7 separate regions of the Mus musculus genome follow, and all the other regions are linked to region 2. Evidence: chromatin contacts called from public HiChIP or PLAC-seq and promoter capture Hi-C data. All regions are on one chromosome and are shown on one strand. Each heading gives the region's core, a stretch centred on a gene start, on an enhancer-like site or on the middle of the called end of the contact. The rest is flanking DNA. Distances are from core to core; before and after follow the strand shown. Region 1 holds the start of Nfkbid (nuclear factor of kappa light polypeptide gene enhancer in B cells inhibitor, delta). Region 2 holds the start of Zfp59 (zinc finger protein 59). Region 3 holds the start of Capns1 (calpain, small subunit 1). Region 4 holds the start of 4732471J01Rik (RIKEN cDNA 4732471J01 gene). Region 5 holds the start of Sdhaf1 (succinate dehydrogenase complex assembly factor 1). Region 6 holds the start of Thap8 (THAP domain containing 8). Region 7 holds the start of Zfp566 (zinc finger protein 566).

What was found. Promoter capture Hi-C pulls out the DNA fragments that hold promoters and counts their contacts. HiChIP or PLAC-seq counts read pairs in DNA pulled down with a chosen protein or histone mark.
Region 1: a contact with region 2 is called in a promoter capture Hi-C map of hippocampal neurons, with 4 times the contacts expected there. The contact joins the promoter of Nfkbid here to the promoter of Zfp59 in region 2.
Region 3: a contact with region 2 is called in a promoter capture Hi-C map of hippocampal neurons, with 4 times the contacts expected there. The contact joins the promoter of Capns1 here to the promoter of Zfp59 in region 2. A contact is called at or near these places in 2 of 39 promoter capture datasets (hippocampal neurons and liver).
Region 4: a contact with region 2 is called in a promoter capture Hi-C map of pre-B cells, with 3 times the contacts expected there. The contact joins the promoter of 4732471J01Rik here to the promoter of Zfp59 in region 2. A contact is called at or near these places in 4 of 39 promoter capture datasets (frontonasal cranial neural crest, liver and pre-B cells).
Region 5: a contact with region 2 is called in an H3K27ac HiChIP or PLAC-seq map of thymic regulatory T cells, with 7 times the contacts expected there. The contact joins the promoter of Sdhaf1 here to the promoter of Zfp59 in region 2. A contact is called at or near these places in 5 of 39 promoter capture datasets (hematopoietic stem and progenitor cells, hippocampal neurons, liver and 1 more) and 1 of 115 datasets of contacts at active chromatin or transcription factors (thymic regulatory T cells).
Region 6: a contact with region 2 is called in a promoter capture Hi-C map of hippocampal neurons, with 7 times the contacts expected there. The contact joins the promoter of Thap8 here to the promoter of Zfp59 in region 2. A contact is called at or near these places in 2 of 39 promoter capture datasets (cranial neural crest and hippocampal neurons).
Region 7: a contact with region 2 is called in a promoter capture Hi-C map of liver, with 8 times the contacts expected there. The contact joins the promoter of Zfp566 here to the promoter of Zfp59 in region 2. A contact is called at or near these places in 3 of 39 promoter capture datasets (hippocampal neurons and liver), 1 of 115 datasets of contacts at active chromatin or transcription factors (astrocytes) and 1 of 9 other capture datasets (adipose tissue).

The regions. Positions count from the first base shown.
Region 1 is chr7:30,421,982-30,424,681 of GRCm38.p6, reverse strand. It overlaps Nfkbid (nuclear factor of kappa light polypeptide gene enhancer in B cells inhibitor, delta), which reads right to left and starts at 1,407. Exons shown (of 11, transcript NM_172142.4): 1 at 1,179-1,407; 2 at 987-1,047; 3 at 231-442. The coding sequence starts at 236.
Region 2 is chr7:27,837,311-27,840,010 of GRCm38.p6, reverse strand. Zfp59 (zinc finger protein 59) reads right to left here and starts at 1,427. Exons shown (of 5, transcript NM_011762.3): 1 at 1,302-1,427.
Region 3 is chr7:30,193,901-30,196,600 of GRCm38.p6, reverse strand. It overlaps Capns1 (calpain, small subunit 1), which reads left to right and starts at 1,448. Exons shown (of 11, transcript NM_009795.4): 1 at 1,448-1,595; 2 at 2,500-2,700. The coding sequence starts at 2,515.
Region 4 is chr7:25,393,384-25,396,083 of GRCm38.p6, reverse strand. It overlaps 4732471J01Rik (RIKEN cDNA 4732471J01 gene), which reads right to left and starts at 1,371. Exons shown (of 7, transcript NR_015569.3): 1 at 131-1,371. It also overlaps a transcript of Lipe not described here.
Region 5 is chr7:30,320,988-30,323,721 of GRCm38.p6, reverse strand. Sdhaf1 (succinate dehydrogenase complex assembly factor 1) reads left to right here and starts at 1,347. Exons shown (of 1, transcript NM_001033140.3): 1 at 1,347-2,313. The coding sequence starts at 1,393. The coding sequence ends at 1,749.
Region 6 is chr7:30,278,794-30,281,493 of GRCm38.p6, reverse strand. Thap8 (THAP domain containing 8) reads right to left here and starts at 1,400. Exons shown (of 3, transcript NR_144498.1): 1 at 1,014-1,400; 2 at 795-886. It overlaps Wdr62 (WD repeat domain 62), which reads left to right and starts at 1,084. Exons shown (of 33, transcript NM_146186.4): 1 at 1,084-1,338. The coding sequence starts at 1,162.
Region 7 is chr7:30,089,075-30,091,788 of GRCm38.p6, reverse strand. It overlaps Zfp566 (zinc finger protein 566), which reads left to right and starts at 1,279. Exons shown (of 4, transcript NM_152814.2): 1 at 1,279-1,501.

The sequences.
Region 1 (2,700 bases), core at 158-2,657, 2.6 Mb before region 2:
ATAGTCTTTCTGTTTTCCACTTATTTTTTCCCTTTATTTAGGAAAAAAAAAAAAAAGGTCCTATTATTGTGGCTAGGGCAATCTAGAACTCATTCTGTAGCCCAGGTAGGTCTTGATCCTTCTACCTCTGCCTCCGGAGTAGCTGGGATGACAAGCCTGCGCCACTAGGCTCAGCACCACTGAGAAGTTTTTAGGGGCCCTTAAGCATCTGTCCCCACCCTATAGTTTACCTCCATCACCAGGGGAAATGGGCCTGACCGGCCTGGGTCTGACGGAGGGTAGAAATCAGGAGTCAGGAAGCCTTCAGAAGCAGAGAATGGGAAAGAGCCCTCTGTATAGGTAGCATGGATGCTAGGGTCCCAGTCTGCAAAGCCTGAAGGGGGAGCCAGGTTGCCAGGTCCGGAATCCACAGTCTCTTGGAAGGCAGGGAAATGAGTATGGCCTGAAACAGAGAGGGTGGTCAGAACCAGCCTGTTATTACAGCCTGGAGACATGGCCAGGGAAGGTAAACCTGGAGTCTCCAGAGGTCCTGAGACACTGAGGAGCTGGGTCCTCCAGTCCTGGGGCATCAGCAAGCTGCGATGCCAGGCCTACTGGATCTCAAGCAACTGGGATCTGAAGTCCTGGAGTCTTAAACCCTGGATGCTTGAAGGACACTATTCATGGACTACTGGGCTACTGAAAACCAACGTCAAATTCCAGGGGTTTTGGTTATAAGACAAGGTGTCTTAGATAGCTCTAGGTGGCCTGGAACTTGCTAGTAAAAAAAAAAAACCACATGACCTCAAACCCAATGGCAATCCGCCCCCCCTCAACTCCGGAGTACTGGGAATATAGACATGTGCAACGATGGCAGGCTGGTCATCAAAATTTCCCATATGGCTCAAGAATAATGAGAGCTGCCTGACTCCTCGGTCCCCAAAGGTCTAAGAGCTGGGATGCCTGAGTCTAAGAGAAGCTGGGCTAGGAGCTAACTTTATTCTTACCTGGCTCTGCCTCATTCACAGATGGAGTCAGTGGCTGGACCAGAGGAGGGGAGAAGTGTCCCTGCAATGTAAAGGAAATGAATTTATGAATCTGGAAGATTCTTCCAGGTCTGTCCCCCACCTGCAGAGCCTCAGAGTCAGGACTACAACTCCCATCTCCCCCAGCGCACATGGCGACTTCCAGAGACTCACCGGCACCCCAGCAGCCTCTGGCTGCTGCTGTCGGCGCCTCTGTTCTTCCAGAAGCTTCTTTACCGTCTGTGTTGGGCAGTGACTACGCTCAGGCCGACTCACTGTGTGTGGGAAGACAGAAGGAAGTCATCAGGAATGTTTAAGTCACCCGAATGCAGCCTCGGTGGCAGCGGTGGGTGGCTGGGAGTGCATGTGGGCGCCCTCCTTTCCTTCGAGCGAGCTGGAGAACTACAAAGCCAACAGAAGATGTTGAGTGCAGGGCCCCGCCTCCGCCATTTCCTTCCTTTTCCTCCACGCTTTTCCTCCGCACCAACTTTCCACCACCGTAGTGGAAACTGAGGAAGTGGGGAGGCTAGCACTTCTCTGAAGCATCTATCTTCTCCGGAGACACCGGGCTCCTCGGAAGCACCACCACATCCGTTAAAAATCCCAACCTAGGCGACCAGGTCCTAACACTAGGAGTGGAGGACTGGGGTTTGCTAATCTCAACTTCCCGAAAAGGCATTTCCAGGTTCCCAATATCTCTGTTTTAACTAGGAGTAGAGGCACACCCCTGCAATCCCAGCGAGGTGGTGGCAGAGGGTCAGGTGTTAAGGCCAGACTCATCTATAAACGAAGTGAGAGGCCAACCTGGACTACCTGAGACCTCTGTCTCAAAACAACAACAAAATGTTTCTCTGTTCTAGAATCTGACATGTGGGGCTGGGCGCAAGGCTGGGTGGATGGTAGAACGTAAGCCCAGAGTCCTCAGCACAGGAAAGGGTGAGTTGCTCCTCTCCAAGTCTTGGGATCACCACTCTTGCTCTAGCCTCTCTGCCAGGATCCACCAAATCAGTAGCGGTGTAGTTCCTCAATGATCCAGGGATCTGGAGTCGCAAAGCTCCCGCCCCCACCTCGGCAAACTTGGGAATAGCAGGGACCAACCATCCCGGAGATGCCCCTGTATCCCATTGGCACAATCCATTCACCCAGAACCCAAGAGTACAGACCCTCAGTCTCCTCTGAGACCTGAAAATCCGGTTCCCTCGACCCAAGAAGAGCAAATCCCCAGCCCAGACTTCCCAGCTCAGACTCCAGCGCGAGAAGGGTTAAAGTCAGCCGAGGACTGACTCGGAAACCCTCGAGACGAGACGCCGCGCGCTGACGTCACGGCGCTAACGCAAGGGAATCTTCCACCTCCCAGTTCCGCTCCGCACGCGCGCGCCGCAGGTGTCTGGCTCGGAGGCGGGGCACGCAGCGAAGCGCGGCGCCCGTGGAATCCCCGCGCACGGGGAATTCCTGTTCGGCCCGGGCACCCTGCACCAGTGGTGCTCTGGGAAGTCCCAGGGCGGGGCTGCTCTCTACCAGAGTGGACTCCTGAGGTCCAGCGCCCGACCTTCGAGGCCCAAACCTGCGTCCATAACCGCAATTTCAAGGATGCAATGCAGCCCCTCCTTGGGTGAAGGAGTCCGGGTCACTTCGTCCTCTTAGAGAACCCCCGGTATCAGGCCTCTCAGTCCTTGCACCCCAACTCCCAAGGATG
Region 2 (2,700 bases), core at 178-2,677:
TGTGGAGACATTAGCCACACCTTGACTCATGCTGTCTTTGATTATCACGGAGACATTATCATTAAGAGGGGGGGACTTTCCTTAAAAGAGGGAATGTACATGATTATACAAACCAGCCTTAGGTCCGGAGCAGCCATCCACGCTTGTGGCCCACATCCCCTGGCCCTGTCCCAGCGGCAATAACCAGGTAAGGAACCCAAAATGACCTCACAGAGCAACAACTAAAGCACACCAGGCCCTTAGGATATGGCGGCACTGCGCTAACAGACTTCACCACAGGCATCCTAAGGTTCCTGACAGGCCTGGAGAGCCTGAGGGGACAGAACCAAGACTCCAACGGGATACCACAGATCCACATCCCTATATTTAAACATGGCATTGCTCATCTGCATCTGGCCAACATTACCCATTTTACACACACACACACACACACACACACACACACACACACAAAATACCTAGTCCTCAAGGATGCCAAATTCAGTGCTATTACTTTCCCACTCCCCAAATCCTCCCTGGTGACCAGACCATCTATCGCCTACATTCTTCCCTTGCTTCGAATGAAGGCCTGTAAAGATCAAAGGCCATCTGAGGTGTGACACCATCAAGATACAAATTGATTTAGTTGAGAGCCCTAACGCTACCCTCTAGAAATTCCTAGTTACAACATCTCAGGAAAAGGTAGAGATTGTGGGAGAAGACGCCACGGATCATTGAAACTAAGTGGAAAGGGCAGGGACAATGTAAGGGACACAATGGTGGAGGTATCAATTCGCCTGTTCCTCCTTCCCTCACTTCCATTCCATATTCTAAAACTAAAACCTCATTTTTCAAACAGAAACAGAAAACTCATTCTTGAATCCACATCCCTCTCCAGCCCTCCTTTGGAATGGCCACCTAGGGAAGCCTGAGTAAGCATGAGATCGCAGACCATATCTGAGAGCATGCTCAATGGCTGCAGCTCTGAGAAAGTCAGGGGACTCAACAAGTACCCTCCCTCCAAGACGACACCCCCGTCCTTAAATTATAGCCCTAAGCTCAAGTCTGAGCCTCGGGGAAAGCTTCCCTTCAGACCCCGCACCTGACCTCCCCTTACTGAAGCTTGGTCCTCTGCTTTAGTCCCTGTGTCCCTGAGAGAAAGCAGGAGCAGACAGCGACAAGCACAGAGACACAGATTATGCAGAGAGCTCAAGGTGTGTATACAGTTAGACTCAAAGACACACACACACACACACACACACACCATACAGCCACCCCACCGCCTGTACACACCCCTCCCAGCCCGCTGGCTCCGGTCTTACTCTGGGGAGACATAAACCAAAAGCCTATGCGCTACTTCCGGCGCGGTGGTCCCGGAAAACACAGTTGTCACAAGCAAAGCCCTGGAGAAGCCTGGAGCGTCCCGGAGATCCCGGCGTGCAACTCGGGCCAGCCCATCAGAAAACCGAGTCCAGTGGCTTGTGGGAGTGCCCACGTGGGTGCGCGCTTAAAGGGGAGGCGCCCTCCTTTGAGCAAAAGGTACTTCCGGTTCTCCGCGTAACTGATTTTCTTTCTCCTGTAGAGAAGACGGAGGAGTCTGAATTCCCTGCTTTAGATAGAAAATGTGACTGAGGACCGTATCGCTATGTACCAACAGAACTGTGTCCGTTAGGCAGGCTAGACGAGCCTCTTAATAAAACTAATCGCATTAAAAGTACTGTAAATCGTCTAAACGCCAAAATTTGCCACATTTAGATTTGAAAAGTCAGACCCAGCTATGTGTTAACTACAGAAAATATATTAAAGATAAATACTCTAGCAGATTCAAAGTAACCATCTTCGCATGATCAAAAGAAAACTCAGGTCGATTATAAAATGGAGGTAGATTAATAAAGAGGCCAAGTCATCAAGTGACAGTAAACATGGGCGTGGTAGCAATGGCTTTTATCCCAGCGATGGGGAGGCACAGCCAGCTGCATGTCTGTGAGAAGAGACCACCGAGGACTACCCAGTGAAACCCTGTCTAAGAACTAAAATACACTCAGATTATGGTGGCACATGCCTTTAGTCACCGCCCTAAGGAGGCAGAGGAGGTGTCTGAAAAAAATTAATTAAAAATAAACTCAGAATACACTCCTACTGTCTTGAAAGGACTAAATAAACTAAAATTCAGAGGATACCCCAAATGTCTCAAACAAATAAGTACATAAATACATAAACAAAATTAACTCAGAGTATACTCAAATAGCACACCTTTAAACATGAAGAGGGGGGAAGTCCCGCTAGAACAATAGGGAATGATAGCAAAATCAATCAACACATTCAAATGTTGTCAATTTAAAAAACTGATAGAACAACACCCTCCAAGAGCAACAGAGCATAGCTGATTTGGACAGCATCTCAACTCTGAGTGAAGTCAATAAAAATGGAGACACTTAAGCTCTAATGACACGAGGGGATCTGGAAAGGGAACTGTTCCTGTACGCTCACCTGTGGGAGAAACGCTCATTACCTGAAGATGTTGCTGTGGAAAGCTTTCTCTTTTATCCTTTTTTCTTGGCGGGGCATCTATTACTTCATATATTTTGTATTGCACTTTTAAATATTAAAGACTCCATCTATTTTGAGTTATCCCACGAGCAGATTACTGAGGTAGGCAAGGAGTCTCCAGACAGACCCAAGTGACTGCTTCTGCAAAGCTTGGGTTTTGTTTCACCGGCT
Region 3 (2,700 bases), core at 199-2,698, 2.4 Mb before region 2:
GAGGGCATGAAGCTGGCAGCCTCTTCAAGCCTTGGGTGGATGTGAGGACAAAGAGGTCTTCCCAAATGAGAGATGTCTGAGCTCTGGTCCAAAGTGGAGGACACAGACAGTCAAGTCCAAACACAGGAGTATTTGTAGGCAGAGGACAGGGCTTATGCCAGCGAGTTGAGCCTGAGGTCAGACTGCTCAGTGTGGCAGGGAGGGGTGTGGCAGAGAGGGAATCCACATTAGTCATCACCAAATGATTTATCCGCTAAGGCTTAGGCCTGGGTCGCCACCCTCTGTGCTCCCGCCTTTTAGAGTTTCCGGTTTCGACAGGTTAAATCTTGCTTCACACACACACACACACACACACACACACACACACACACACACACACACACAGGTTTGAGCAATGATTACCTGGCCTGGTCCCAGCAAGCCCTTAGGTGGCGTTAGTGCAATTACGGTCTTGTCTGCTGAGATCTTATTTGACTGATTATCATATTAAGTTATCGGAGATTCTTTGAACAGGTAAAGCAGACTGGTTGTTTAACCTCAGTTTACTTATACATAGAATGGGGACAATAACAGACCTATCCCACAGGCCTGCTTCGAGGACACACAACCTAGTGAGTGGAGAGTATTTAGGGACCGGCAGGTATTTGTCGATGTTGTTTAAGGATGAGCAAGAGTAAACGAGCTAAGGGAACCAGGTGAGCTCCCAGCTGAGGGAACAACATGGCGACATAGGGACTAACAGAAGAGCTGCCATTTACTATGTATTTATCACTTAATTCTGATAGGGGCTTACCCTAGTGTCCTCTAGGGTCTCATGTAGCCCAAGCCGGTCACAAACTTGTTATGTACTGAGAATGGCTGCCTGCCCTCACCTCCCAGTGCTGGTTTTACAGGTGTGTGTCATCACGCCTGGCTATGTTCCCGCCTTACACATGAGGAGGTCATTACTCAGAGACACCAGGTCACTGTTTTAGGGATGAGCAATAAAGACTCAAACCGAGGTTTATATAGTTCCTAGGGAGTGGCCAGACAGCCAGACTAGAAGCCCAACAGCGACCTGGGTGAGAGGCACAAACTGATGGTAAACTTAAGATGTAGATTCCTAGCATTCGGGAAACAGAAGCAGGAGGATTGTTTCAAGTTCGAGGTTAGCTAGGGCTTTAGGTCATCATTTAGAGGATGTTTAACAAACCTCTGTCTCAAAGTGCACAATGAATGAATGAATGAATGACAACTGAAGTCCTTTTTTGCAACTATATACTGCAACGGTGACCGGGTACCCTGTATCTAGTTCCTGGAGGCTCCAGTACCTGGGCGTTAGAATAATTTATTCGTACTCAAAGCTATTTAATCTGGACAGCGTTGAATTTCCAGCAGTGTGTGTATGGGGACGGATGAGCTAAGCAGAGACTTGCAACCATAACCCTCCCGCGCAGGCGCAGTCTGCAATGGAGGCTCTAGGACCGCGCAGACGACGGCTGGGTGGCGGCAGGGTCTAACCCGGAGTAGCTGCCTGAGTCACCGGCCCCGCCCTCCCGAACCGGACACAGCGGAGGCCCTGCAGCAGGCGAGCAAGACCGCGGACCGCCGGATCCGTAAGTGAGACGGGACACTCCAGTCCAGCACCCCTGCACCCTGTAGATCCGGAATCCGTAGTCCTCAGATCTGGCGAGACCCTAAAGTCTTGGCCCTTGGGGGGTCCTAGGACCGGTGTTCTCAGATTCGAACCATCGGGCCTGTCAGCCCCTCCAGAACACTCCTTACCATCCCGGATCTGACGACCAAAAAATATAAGCCCAAAGATCAGAGAGATACCCGGAAATTATTTTGGGCGTCTAGAACCACAATCCGAGATCGTGGTTCCCATTTGCGGTGGGAAGAACTCCGTTATCCAGGATCCTCCGGGCGCACAGCCATAATTTTTGGCCGGAGCCCACAGATCCCGTAGTGACAGTGTAGTCCCTCTGTCGAGAGTATCTGAATGTCTTAATCCACATTAGGAACTTCCTGGTCAGCCCTGGGTCATCCCTACCCTGAGCTTAATTTTGGAAGGCCTGGATCTGAGACACGTTCGGTTTTACACACCTTAGGGTTTCTACACGAGAATCCCCTGTTTTCCCGCTGCCTCAAGACAGGGTAAAGCAGGCAGGCGCTGTAGCCGAGGCTGGCCTTGAACTGGTCCTCCAGCCTCAGCCTCCCAATTTCTGGGATTACAGTAGAGCGCTACCACGCACGCCCAGCTGTACCCCTGTCCTCATGCCTATATATATGCAGTCAAGCCTGGGCCAGGGTACTTTCTAGACCCTAGGAGGTTTCACATCTCCTATCACCTGTCCAGACCCCTAGCTAGAGGCTCTGTCCCCATCTCGAGGCCTTAGTTTCCTCCCCAATCTAGTTGCCGGAAATGCTTGCTTTTTTTTTTTTTTTTTTTTTTTTTTTTGCGGGAAGGGCTGGGCTCCTGGCAAGGCCACTACCCGACCCACCCCTTTTACTTTACAGGACTCAGCTGCGATCATGTTCTTGGTGAATTCGTTCTTGAAGGGCGGCGGTGGCGGTGGGGGAGGCGGGGGTCTGGGCGGGGGCCTGGGGAATGTGCTCGGAGGCCTGATCAGCGGAGCTGCTGGCGGCGGCGGCGGTGGCGGTGGAGGCATGGGACTGGGAGGAGGTGGCGGAGGCGGTGGAACTGCCATGCGCATCCTG
Region 4 (2,700 bases), core at 122-2,621, 2.4 Mb after region 2:
GCCCCCAAGTCGGTCCCCGCCCACGCCTTGGGTTGCCCGCCCCCTGCCCGCCCGCCCGTTCTTCCGGCTCCCGGGGCAAGTGGGCGGGCCAGGTTCAAGGAAAGGTGAATGAGATGGCGAGGGTCAGCACCTGCACAAGATGACTGAGAATTCTTTGTTGGGGTGACTCTAACGCGACTCCTCACTATTCCTGCTGTGAGGGCACTTCTCGCTGCTTCCAGGACTGCGGGTTTTTTTTTGGTTTTTGGTTTTTGGTTTTTTGTTTGTCGTTACGGTGCACTGCGCGGTTCCTTTAATCTGAGCAGATGGGCGGGCCAAGACCTTCAGCCCCACCCATTAAAGGCGGAGCTCCGCGAGGAGCCTGCCCAGGATTGGATGGTTTGGGGGCCTGGCAGTGGTGTGTAACTAGGATTGACTCTAAGAGAGGAACTTGATCGCTGGAATTGGGCCCCGCGCCAGGACTGGAAAGAATTGATGGAGCCGGCCGTGGAATCGGCGCCCGTGGGGGCCCAGGCCTCCAAGCAGGGCAAAGAAGGATCGAAGAACCGCAGTCGCAGGCGGTGGCGAAAAGGCAAGATCAAAGGTGAGTCGGTAACAGCTTAAAAGAAATCCCGCACATCCTGCGGGGGACTGGGGACTGGGGGAACTGACCCACTTCCACGAGGGGGAAGAGACCCGTGGACTGATCCACTGCCGTCCTGCGCGTGGGGGGGGGGGTGATGTGAGAGTAGAATGCCCCACCGAGACGTAAGGACTACGTCTGTCCCAGTGCGGTCTTTGGGGAAGTGTCCGAAATGCTCGTCTGTCGGAATAAGGTTCTCTCTCAGGTTCCTTTTTCTGTGTGGCCAAGAGCTGTGCCTTTAGTGTTTTCTGTTTCGGTTCAAGCGGTTTTCATGTCTTCTGCCCTCTTAAAAGAATAACGTAGAAGGGTTTTTAACCGCTTTTTCTAAATAAATAGAATGCAAAAGGTAGGCAGAAGGGGCATCCGGTAATTGGAAGAGCTCCTTGCAGCCCCTTCTTACTCTCTCAGTGAATCCATCCATCTGCTCTTTGACAATCGACCTTCATCAACCCAGCAACCCTGGGGCGACTTGCAAAACATGAGAACTTTTACGTTGTCCTTAGAGAAAGGAGGGAGTTACCATTTAGCTTCCCTGGATCCAAAAGGCTGGAGAAACAGTGGCAGAACAACCAAAGATTTTGCATGGCTCAATCAGAGCAGGCATTAAGTCCTGGTTTGGTTATGAGTTTTGTCTGTCTTGTGGCGCTGCTTACAGCCAAACCTAGGGCCTGGTGAACACTAAGCAAGCCCTCCGCTATGCAGCTCCACCGGCAGTCCATGGATCTTTATCAGACTCCAGGGACAGGTTCCTGTGCAGGCAAAACCAGAAAAAACCTGGCATGGCTTACCAGACCCAAAACCCCCAAATTCATCATTCCTCATCCTCCTTTGGTAGACAAGTGTTGGAGCTCAAGCAGGACCCTGAAGCCTCCTATCCCCCAACAAAGACACATAGCAGAACACTATGCTTTGAAGCGATATGGAACCTCAATCGCAAAGACCCATTGTACCAAATTGCTATGAATGTGAAGTAATGAACAGGGACCTTTTCTCAATTTTTTTTCTGAGCTCCCAACAGGCATCTGTAGGGCTGTTGTCAGATTCAAATGTGTGTGTTTTGGAGAGGTGTATGTAAGTCTACTGTCTGGCTGAGTGTGCTGAGTAGAGTGTCTGACTCTACTAGACACTGGTCTCCCTAAGAGTAGGGTTGTGTCTGCCTTGTTTACAGGGAATGCCAGACACATGGACATTCAAGTATTTATTAGATTGATAAGCAAAGGAATGTGTGAAGTGTGACGTGGAGCTGTTAATAGCCAAGCTGCCCTTAGTGTCATGAGGAGTCAGAAAGAATCTGCTTGAGTAAGGCTCCTCCCTTGCACGGGGTTCAGGTAAGCACACTCACAAAGGCTCGCAGCTCTGAGAAGTGACTGTCATTTCCTGAGGCCCTTCCTAGTGCCAGGCCTCAGACCTGTGAATCAGATCCCACCTCTGCCCCAAGGGTATCCTGACTGGCTGGAGCCGTCATTTATCCTTGTGATCTTGCCACAAGTAACTGGATGAGACAGCTGTCATTATGATCAGCCCATTTCCCAAATGACGACAGAGACACAGAGGCACTGAGCTGGTTGGGTTTCCTGTACCTGTCCAGTGAGGGCAGGGAGATGGATACCTTCAGCCTTCTCAGAGCAGGGAGTGTGGAGCTGACAGCTGTTGTATGCCTCAACCTTAATTCTGAATCTAAAAGGCTCTAGTCACAAAGATTTCATCCCGAGACAGACATTCAATACCTAGAGGTGCCAGGCTTCGGCTTTCTGTAACTAGCAGGGCAGTCTCAGTAGAGCTGAGGACACAGATGGTAATAAGACTGTTGTTGCCAGGCATGTGCCGCACACCTCTGATCCCAGTCCTTGGGAAGCTGAGTCAGTTCAAGGCAAGCCCGGGCTACATAGTGAGTTGCAGGTCAGTCAGGGCTACAGAGTGGAACTCTGTCTCAACCTCTCTCATTCACCCATTTACAAAACATTGTAAACAAGCCAGTATGATAAAAGGAAAAATCCTGGAGCTGGGGATGTAGCTTATTACTGGAGTACCTGACTAGCATGGACAAAGCCCAAGGGTCTGTCTCCAGGACCACACAC
Region 5 (2,734 bases), core at 98-2,597, 2.5 Mb before region 2:
AGTTCAGCAAACAACTTAGATGGAAAAATAATAAGACGGGGTTTGGGAGTTTGGGGGAGGGGTTGTTTTGTTTTGTGTTTCAAGACAGGGTTTTCCTGGCTGTCCTTGAACTCACTCTGTAGACCAGGCTAGCCTTGAACTCAGAGATGTCTGCCTCTGCCTCCCAGGTGTTGGGATTAAATGTCTGCACCACCAGGTAAAACAGATTATTATTAAGACATAGATAAGAAAGATGAGACAGATTCATTTAAGTTGTTTACTGAACATTGACTAAAACTCCAATCCCCTAAATTCCCTCCAGCTCACTAGCTTCCCTCCCCCAGATACTTACTCATTCCCACTATCCTGATATTCACACTGTTCTCTCTACACTCTCTCCTCCTTCTGTTTTCTCTGTTCACTATCTCCTGCTATTACGTTTTAAACCTGACAATAGTTCTGCTATACTGCCTCAACCTTCATTTTGTAGCTCATGACCTTAGTCTGACCTAATGTTCTTTGACTATAACATCATGTTGCTGTATGGAGCCTCGAGACCTATGGAAATTCCCTAGACTTCCTGCCTCTAGACCCAGCCAATCAGCTTAAAGGTCATACAGTACGGCTTTGTCTAGATAGCCAAATGCACCTGTTCGTGGGTTTTCCCATATAAAAACTGGCCCTGAAAACTGGCTAGGGTGTGCATCCCTGATTAATCAGTGTTGATATGTGTGTTCAGTAAACCGTTCCGATACCCTACTGACATTGGTGTCTCCCAGTGGTTTGTGTGGCTAATCCTTAACTTCAACAATATTCTCTCCCCTCTCGCAGACAGCCCTGGCTATGCAGTCTACTTCCTCTCTATTTTGGACTCTTCTAGATGCCTCTGGCTGTCCTCTCTCTCATATCTACAAACAAACAAAAAGTTTTCGCTTGGCCGTACCACGGAGCGGTCATGTCGTCAGTTTATGCACGTTCCAGCCCCCAAAATAGTAAAGATCTTTTTAAAAACTGCTCATCCCTTCCCAATATCCCTCTGCCTTCTGGTGAGCCCCGGGTTCGATCCCTTCGCTCTCAATCTTCCGAGGGCTCAGAACTATCTCCTCCTACACTCTTTCCAGAGTCTAACCGCTTAGGCCCTTCCCCATGCTTCCACTCAAGTTCAGAAATATCCAGGACTGTAAGGCACTCAAAAACTACTCTTTAGAGTGGCCCGGAGCACCAGAGACTCCGCCCACTTCCAGAGCCAGCCAAGATGTACTGCAGTACTGGCCAATCAGATGCGGCAGCGCCGGTGAGCAGGAGGCGGGACTTCTGGCAGACGTGCCAGTAGCCCTGCCCGTTAGCTTCTCAGCACTGTGTGTCGGGGCGGTCCTTCCGGCCAGTGTGGGGCCTCACCGCGACGCCGCGGTCATGAGCCGGCCCAGCCGGTTGCAGAGGCAAGTTCTGAGCCTGTACCGCGAGCTGCTGCGCGCCGGGCGCGGGACGCCGGGCGCCGAGGCGCGGGTGCGGGCCGAGTTCCGGCAGCACGCCAGCCTTCCGCGAACCGACGTGCTGCGTATCGAGTATCTGTATCGCCGGGGTCGGCGCCAGCTACAGCTGCTGCGTTCGGGCCACGCCACGGCCATGGGTACCTTCGTGCGCCCGCGGGGTCCGGCTGAAGAGCCCGGCGACGCGACAGCCCCGGGGACCAGGCTGGATGATGGTGGTGCCCCAAAGAATTCTTGTGAAGATACAGGGGCGCGGGAGACGCGATCCGATGGACGGTGACAGACAGACCTAGAGGAAGGTTCCTTCTGACAGTTTGGGGAGGATCGTGAACTCATCTAAATGGAAGCTGAGATGTCTTGAGAGATAACCGAATTTTCCCGATGCATAGTGAGAGATCAGACACTCCCTCACCAAGGAGGTTCCGGGCATTCTGTGGCACTGGCGGACTGCATAAGACATGCTGTGATACACCAACCCAAAGTCAAAGAGAGAGCACAGGCGCACTTTCTCCTCCCATCGGGGCCGTGGCACCTCTTGACAGACAGCTCTCTTGACTTCTTAAGAACACACCCACCTCCTCACTCCCCGCCCCTTGCTGTTTTTAACGTGGAGAAGACAGACTTTTTGCCGCGCTCGTTTAATAGAATACCCTGATGAACCGTGAGAAACTTGGCAGTCTGACTCGTTGTGAAGAACCGGGTTCATGAGGGAGATTACACTAGCTCATCTCAGCTGATGAGCCTGAGACTCTTGGAGAATCCCTAGTCCCTACTCCTGTTAGTCCTCAGGATTCTTGCATAAAGGAAATAAAAGTGAGGTGTGCTCACTTCCTTGTTGTCTTAACAATCTTGTTGATTCTTTTATTAGGGGTCTTTGCTTTTTCTTTTGAGACAGAGTCTTGTTATATAATATAGCCTAGGCTGGTCTCAGCATTCACCTCCTTCAGACTCAGCCTTCTAAACTCTGAGATTATAGGCATGTACGGCCATGCCAAGGTTGAAGAGGCAGGTGGGAGCAAAGGGGACCCAGCTAAGGCTTGGTGTGTGACAGAAAAAGATTCTGTGACACTTTTTACATAAGACTTTGACCTCACTTGCGTAACCCCATCACAGGAGGCTAGCTCTCTGCTCATCTCTCAGCTTCAGTTTTATTTAGCAAGGTGATCCTGGTTGCTTTAGTTTTTGTTCTTTTTAAGACATGGACTCACTTAACCCAGGCAGGCCTCAAACTGGTCATGTAAGGGATAATGGCCTGCAACTCCTCC
Region 6 (2,700 bases), core at 151-2,650, 2.4 Mb before region 2:
TTTAACTGAGATCGGTTTTTAAGCGGTTTGTGCGACGCTTCCCAAACCCCAACAGACTTCTGGGCTAAAAATCAAACCCTTCCAACAAACATTTGATGGACAATAGTATGTGTTAGGCATTAGTCTAGCAACCTAGGAATAACAGGAAATGGGATAAAATTTGTTGGCTTCAGGGAGGGGCTGACATTCTAGTGGTGGGGACACCGTTGCATACCTCAACCTGTGATGCCCCAGAAAACCGTTTAAAGAGAAAAATAAGCCAAAAAATGAACAGGGAGAATGATGTGTGTGCACATCCCTCTCACCCCTTCCGCTCCCAAGGTAGCAATGAACTATCTACAGCTTCATAGCAGTAGCTCCCAAGACTCAAAGCTGGACCAACCCCGCCCCTCCCAGGGCCACGCCCCATGTTCGAATCTCCCAGGCCAATTGTCCCTGCCCAGGCGCCCCAAAGTGTTGGAGCCCTAATGTACTTATGTGTAGCTGTCCTACCCTGGCCAGTCCTGCCCAGTCAGCAATAACACTTGAGTCTGGGCCAAACCCTGTCCGGGTCCCCGAGCAATCCATCCGCCTCACGTCATCCCAGGGAAGAGCAACACTGCAACACGTGACAGGGGAAACTGAGGGCGCATGCGTACAAAATGTTCCTCGTGCTACCGCGGCTACGCCCCAATCACGGGATGGAGAGCAGCTGGCTACAATCTTCGCAATCCTAAACCTCACTATTTGTATAGGCAAGAGTAGGGCGGTGTTGTTCCCGACCCCAAGCCCACGGCTCTTTGGCTTCACCCTACCCCTATATCCATGAGACTGGTACAGCTTGAATAACTTCCCGGGACTGTTGCAAAAGACAGGATGAGCTCCATCAAAGTTAAAAGCTGTGTGTCTATGAACAGAGAAAGCACAGGTTAGTAGAGAAACCCAGCCAGACTCAGTAAGCAGTGAAATAGACAGGCCCTGGCCCCACCTTCCTTTAGCTCCGCCTCTTATCTCCCATTGGGCAATGAGCCTACCCGGAAGCTTTGTGATTGGCCAGCCGGGGTGCCGGCTGCGTCCAATGGGCGGTGGCGCCGGCTTTCCCGCGGCCATTCGCTATTCGAGTGGGTGCTGGCTACAGGCGGCTGTTAAGAAGCGTAACGGACACTGGTCTCCGACAGCATGATGGCTGCCTTAGCGGCCGGAGGTTATACGCGGAGTGACACGATAGAAAAGCTGTCCTCTGTCATGGCGGGAGTTCCGGCGCGGAGAAACCAGTCCTCCCCGCCTCCTGCCCCACCGCTCTGCCTCCGGCGGCGGACGCGACTCGCGGCGGCTCCCGAGGACACTGTGCAGAACCGGGTGAGAGGCTGGTCGTCCTGTTTACCCAACTCCGGGCTTCTCTGCCACCTTGGTCCCGCCTCGGGGCCTCGGTCCCTCCCATCGCTTCTTTATTTGCTCCCTCAGGCGGCTTCCCAGGCCCGCCTGGTCCGGAAGCCCCGCCCCCTTGGCAGAGGCTTTCCCCCTGCGTTCCTGCTGGCTTCAGGGTTTGGTGCTGCCCATCTTTCTGGCTCCACTTAGAGTTGGCACATTGCTTTATTTTAGTTCTAACTCCCGGGAAATGGTTTTGCATTTACAAATCATCTCTAATATCACTTTACTGTTCAGTGAGTGACCTAAGACACTTATCCCTTTCATTCCAGTGTGTCTTTGATTTTATTGGAATAGGGCTGGGGACCACTGCAGCCACCAGTGTGCTGTATCGGAGTCTGAGCGAGAGGCTGGCCTGTTGGCTCTTGCCACGCCTCCTCTGTAGCGCCTCGGGGTAAGGTGTGCTCTTCCAGGCCCCTATTTGGTTAACATTCCCCTGGTTTTGTTGTTGTTATATTGTTGTGGGTTTTGTTGTTGTTGTTATATTGTTGTGGTTTTTTTGTTTTTTGTTTTTGTTGTTTGTTTTTTCCTTTTGAGACAGGATTTCTTTGTGACTGAATTCATTCTGTAGACCAGCAGGCTGGCTGTGAGCTCTGAGATCTACCTTTCTGCCTCCGGAGTACTTGCCTGGCTTATTTGCGTAACATTTCTTGGTCTTCCTTCCTTTTTCTGTTCCTGATTTCTTTCCTGTTCCTTCACTAGAACTGATTTTTATCTACTTACGGCTTAAAATTATGGAGAATGTAAAAATCTTAGCACTGCTGCCTGGGGAGCAGGGTGTACAAAACAGTTCCACAAAATTTGAGTCACAGAAAGAAATGACTTTGGGTAGAAGGAATGCTATTAGTAAAACTTTTTTTTTTTTTTTTTTTGGTCAGGGTTTCTCCGTGTAGCCTTGGCTGACCTGGAACTGGCTGTGTAGACCAGACTGGCTGAGGTCAACTTTTGAGAGTTCATTCTCCCAGAGTCAGCTTTGGCCCCAAGGGCTTTTACCTACGGAGCTATTGGCTACTAGTCTAGAGGCAGTGGGACCTGGGAGAATGGAGTCATAAATGAGGCAAGCTAAAGTCTCCTGTAGTAGCCAACTTTAGTCTGAGCAGCAGACAGTTTGTACCCTGAGGGTTAAGAGGAGTCACAAGGACAAGTGACACACATGGCAAAAACATGTTTTTCCATCGAGACATATAAAGAAATAACAATACTTAGTGTAATGAATAATCTGAAATAGACTCACTCCTATCTCCTACACCTGGAGGGGCACAAAACCAGGAACAATTCAGTTCTGTGTTTTTG
Region 7 (2,714 bases), core at 30-2,529, 2.3 Mb before region 2:
AGCTCATTCAAATCTCCGCACCCAGCAATCCCAAACTTCACTTCCCTCTAACATGCCTGGTTAGTATACCCGTTATCATTGGGGTAGTCTACCGGCAGCTCTCCCTCAGCTCCATTCTATTCTGGGTAACTTCATATCCTTATAAGATCTTCATGTCTTTATAGTATCTATTTCGTTAGGACTGTGGCAGCTTTGCAATTAACAGAGAAGTGAGGTAAGCCGTGTTGTCCCTATTTTCTGAAGAGAAAATCTTGATTTATACAGAGATGTAGTCTTTTAACTTCAATGTCGTTTTAAAAGATTTAATGTGAGTGCTCTGCTGCATATACATCTGTAGGCCAGAAGAGGGCATCATATCCTCTTATAGATGATTGTGAGCCACTATGTGGTGGCTGGGTATTGAACTCAGGTCCTCTGGAAGAGAAGCCAGTGCTCTTAATCGCTGAGTCATCTCTCTAGCCCCAACTTTAATGTCTTTTTCAGACCGACTGACTTGTTATCTCCTGGACTAGGTATATTTATTGGTTATGGAAATCACTTCAAAGGAAGATGCTTTCTCCAAGTGTTCCACTGTAGTTTTTAATGTAACTACCTCTCAGTAGCCAGGGATGACCCTGATCCTCCTGCTCCTCCTGCGGGCTAGCATTAGAAGCATGTGGGAATCCAAGGTGTGGTCCTGGTATCCACCCTTTCAACCTACAGGACCTGCTAATGAGTACCAAGCCAAATGCATGTCCAGAACAAGTCACACATCTGCGGAGGAGATCTGTTCCTGCACACTTCTGGGGCGGGGGGAAACTCGGCCGCTAGAGGTGGCCAAGCAAAGGCTTAGCTCTCTGAGAAATTGAGATAACTTTCCCCCTTCAATATATTTTTTTTCGTATTGCACTGAATTATATTACTAGAAGTCTCAGCCGCATGATTATGCTTACTATGCAAATCACACTCCGCCCCCTACCAGTTCTCCGCCCCTTTCCTGATGCAGTCTATCCTCTACAGATAATACCAAAAGTCCGGGAAATCAACAGATTCCTAACTTTTTTGAATGATTTTAAATGCAGTAGTGGAAGCTGATATAGGGTTCCATGTATCCTGAGGATGCGTTTCTATTTGGGGTGTCCTCCGCTCGTCCACCACACTGAGGGACCGTTAGAAGCCCCGCCCATCGGGAGCCATCTTGTCTGCCGCGTTCCCTCGGACTGACTACATTTCCCAGAGGGCTCCCTGGCTTCTCGCGGGAAGATCACGCGCCTGGCGTGACTTCAGAGCTTTGCTGGCAAGAGGGGAGGTGCACTGAAGGATTGCAGGGCTTTGGCAGCTTGCAAGGAAGGCCTTTGGTGCGGAACCCGGGAGGAGGCGGGGCGAACGCCGAGGCTGGGCTTTGTGCGGCAGAGGAGTCGGAATTGTGCGGCTAATTTGTGAACAGTGATCGCGGCGCTAAGGGGCTGGACTGGTGATGAGCATCAGTTTCTGCTAACACCGTGGCGGCCACCACCCCTTGGTGAGTGGGAGGGAGCGAGCTGGGGACACGTGCGGCATTGTGTGTGGATGTGGAGAGCTGCTGACTGGGTGAGTGTTCTGTCTCTGTAGGGGCGTGCGACTGTGTGATGTTGTGACCACGTGCAGCACAGTGCAGGCGCAGATACCTGTGGATTCTGTGTGGTAAAAGTGAAGTTGTGCTTAAGTTACTTTTTGAGCCCCTAGTAGGTAGTCCTGTCTTCTCGTAGGTAGGTTTCCGATAGCCGAGTGTCTCTGTTGTGGGTCTGTGTGTGGGTTGTGAGTGTGAAGTTTTGAATGTGTATCTTGCGTGCATTCTTCTTTAGCCTTTGCTCATTTTAGAGGTTCATTTGTGAGCTATCATGCTTTTCTTTGTCTTTTACTTTGTTTATTTGGACAGCTGTGTAGGACTTCCCCGTGTTAAGTGGGATAGCGGCTTAACTGAGTCTTTGTGCTGTTTGATATTTCAGGATCTGAAGCATTTATACATCTCGACTATTAAGGGTAGCCATATGAGTATTTCCAACTGTTTTTAATGTTTACTTTTAAAAATTCACTTTACATCCTAATCTCAGCCACCCTCCTTCCTCGCTTCCCAGTCCTACCCTTACAAATCCCTCCCTCCATCTCCCCCTTACCTTGTCCTCTGGGCAGGAGAGTCCCTCTGGGTACCACCCCTCCCTGGGGCACCTAGTCCCAGCAGGTCTAGGAAGCACAATCAGGCAGTCGAAGTAGGGGGTGATCCAATGACAGGGAACAGAGATGGAGACAACCCCCGCTCCACTTCTTAGGGGGACCCACATAAACACCAAGCTCACACTTGCTACAAACGTGTAGGCGTGGGGTGGGGAGTGTGCTTAGGTCCAGCTCTTCCATGCTCCCTGGTTGGTGACCCAGGCTCTGTGAACCTCCATGCTCCCAGGTCAGTTGACTCTGGGTCTTCTTGTGGTATCCTTGACCCCTCTGGCTTGCTCACTTCTATCCCATACTCTTCCACAAGACTCCCCAAGCTCCACCTGATGAGTGTGGCTCTCTGCATCTGCCTCCATCCACTGCTGGGTGAAGTCTCTCAGGAGACAGTTATGCTAGGCTGCTGTCTGCAAGCACAAGAGTATCATTAGTAGAGTTAATTAGTTTCTCTCACATGGGATGGGTCTCAAGTTGGGGCAGTCATTGGATGACTGTTCCCTCAGTCTCTGCTCCATATTTATCCCTGC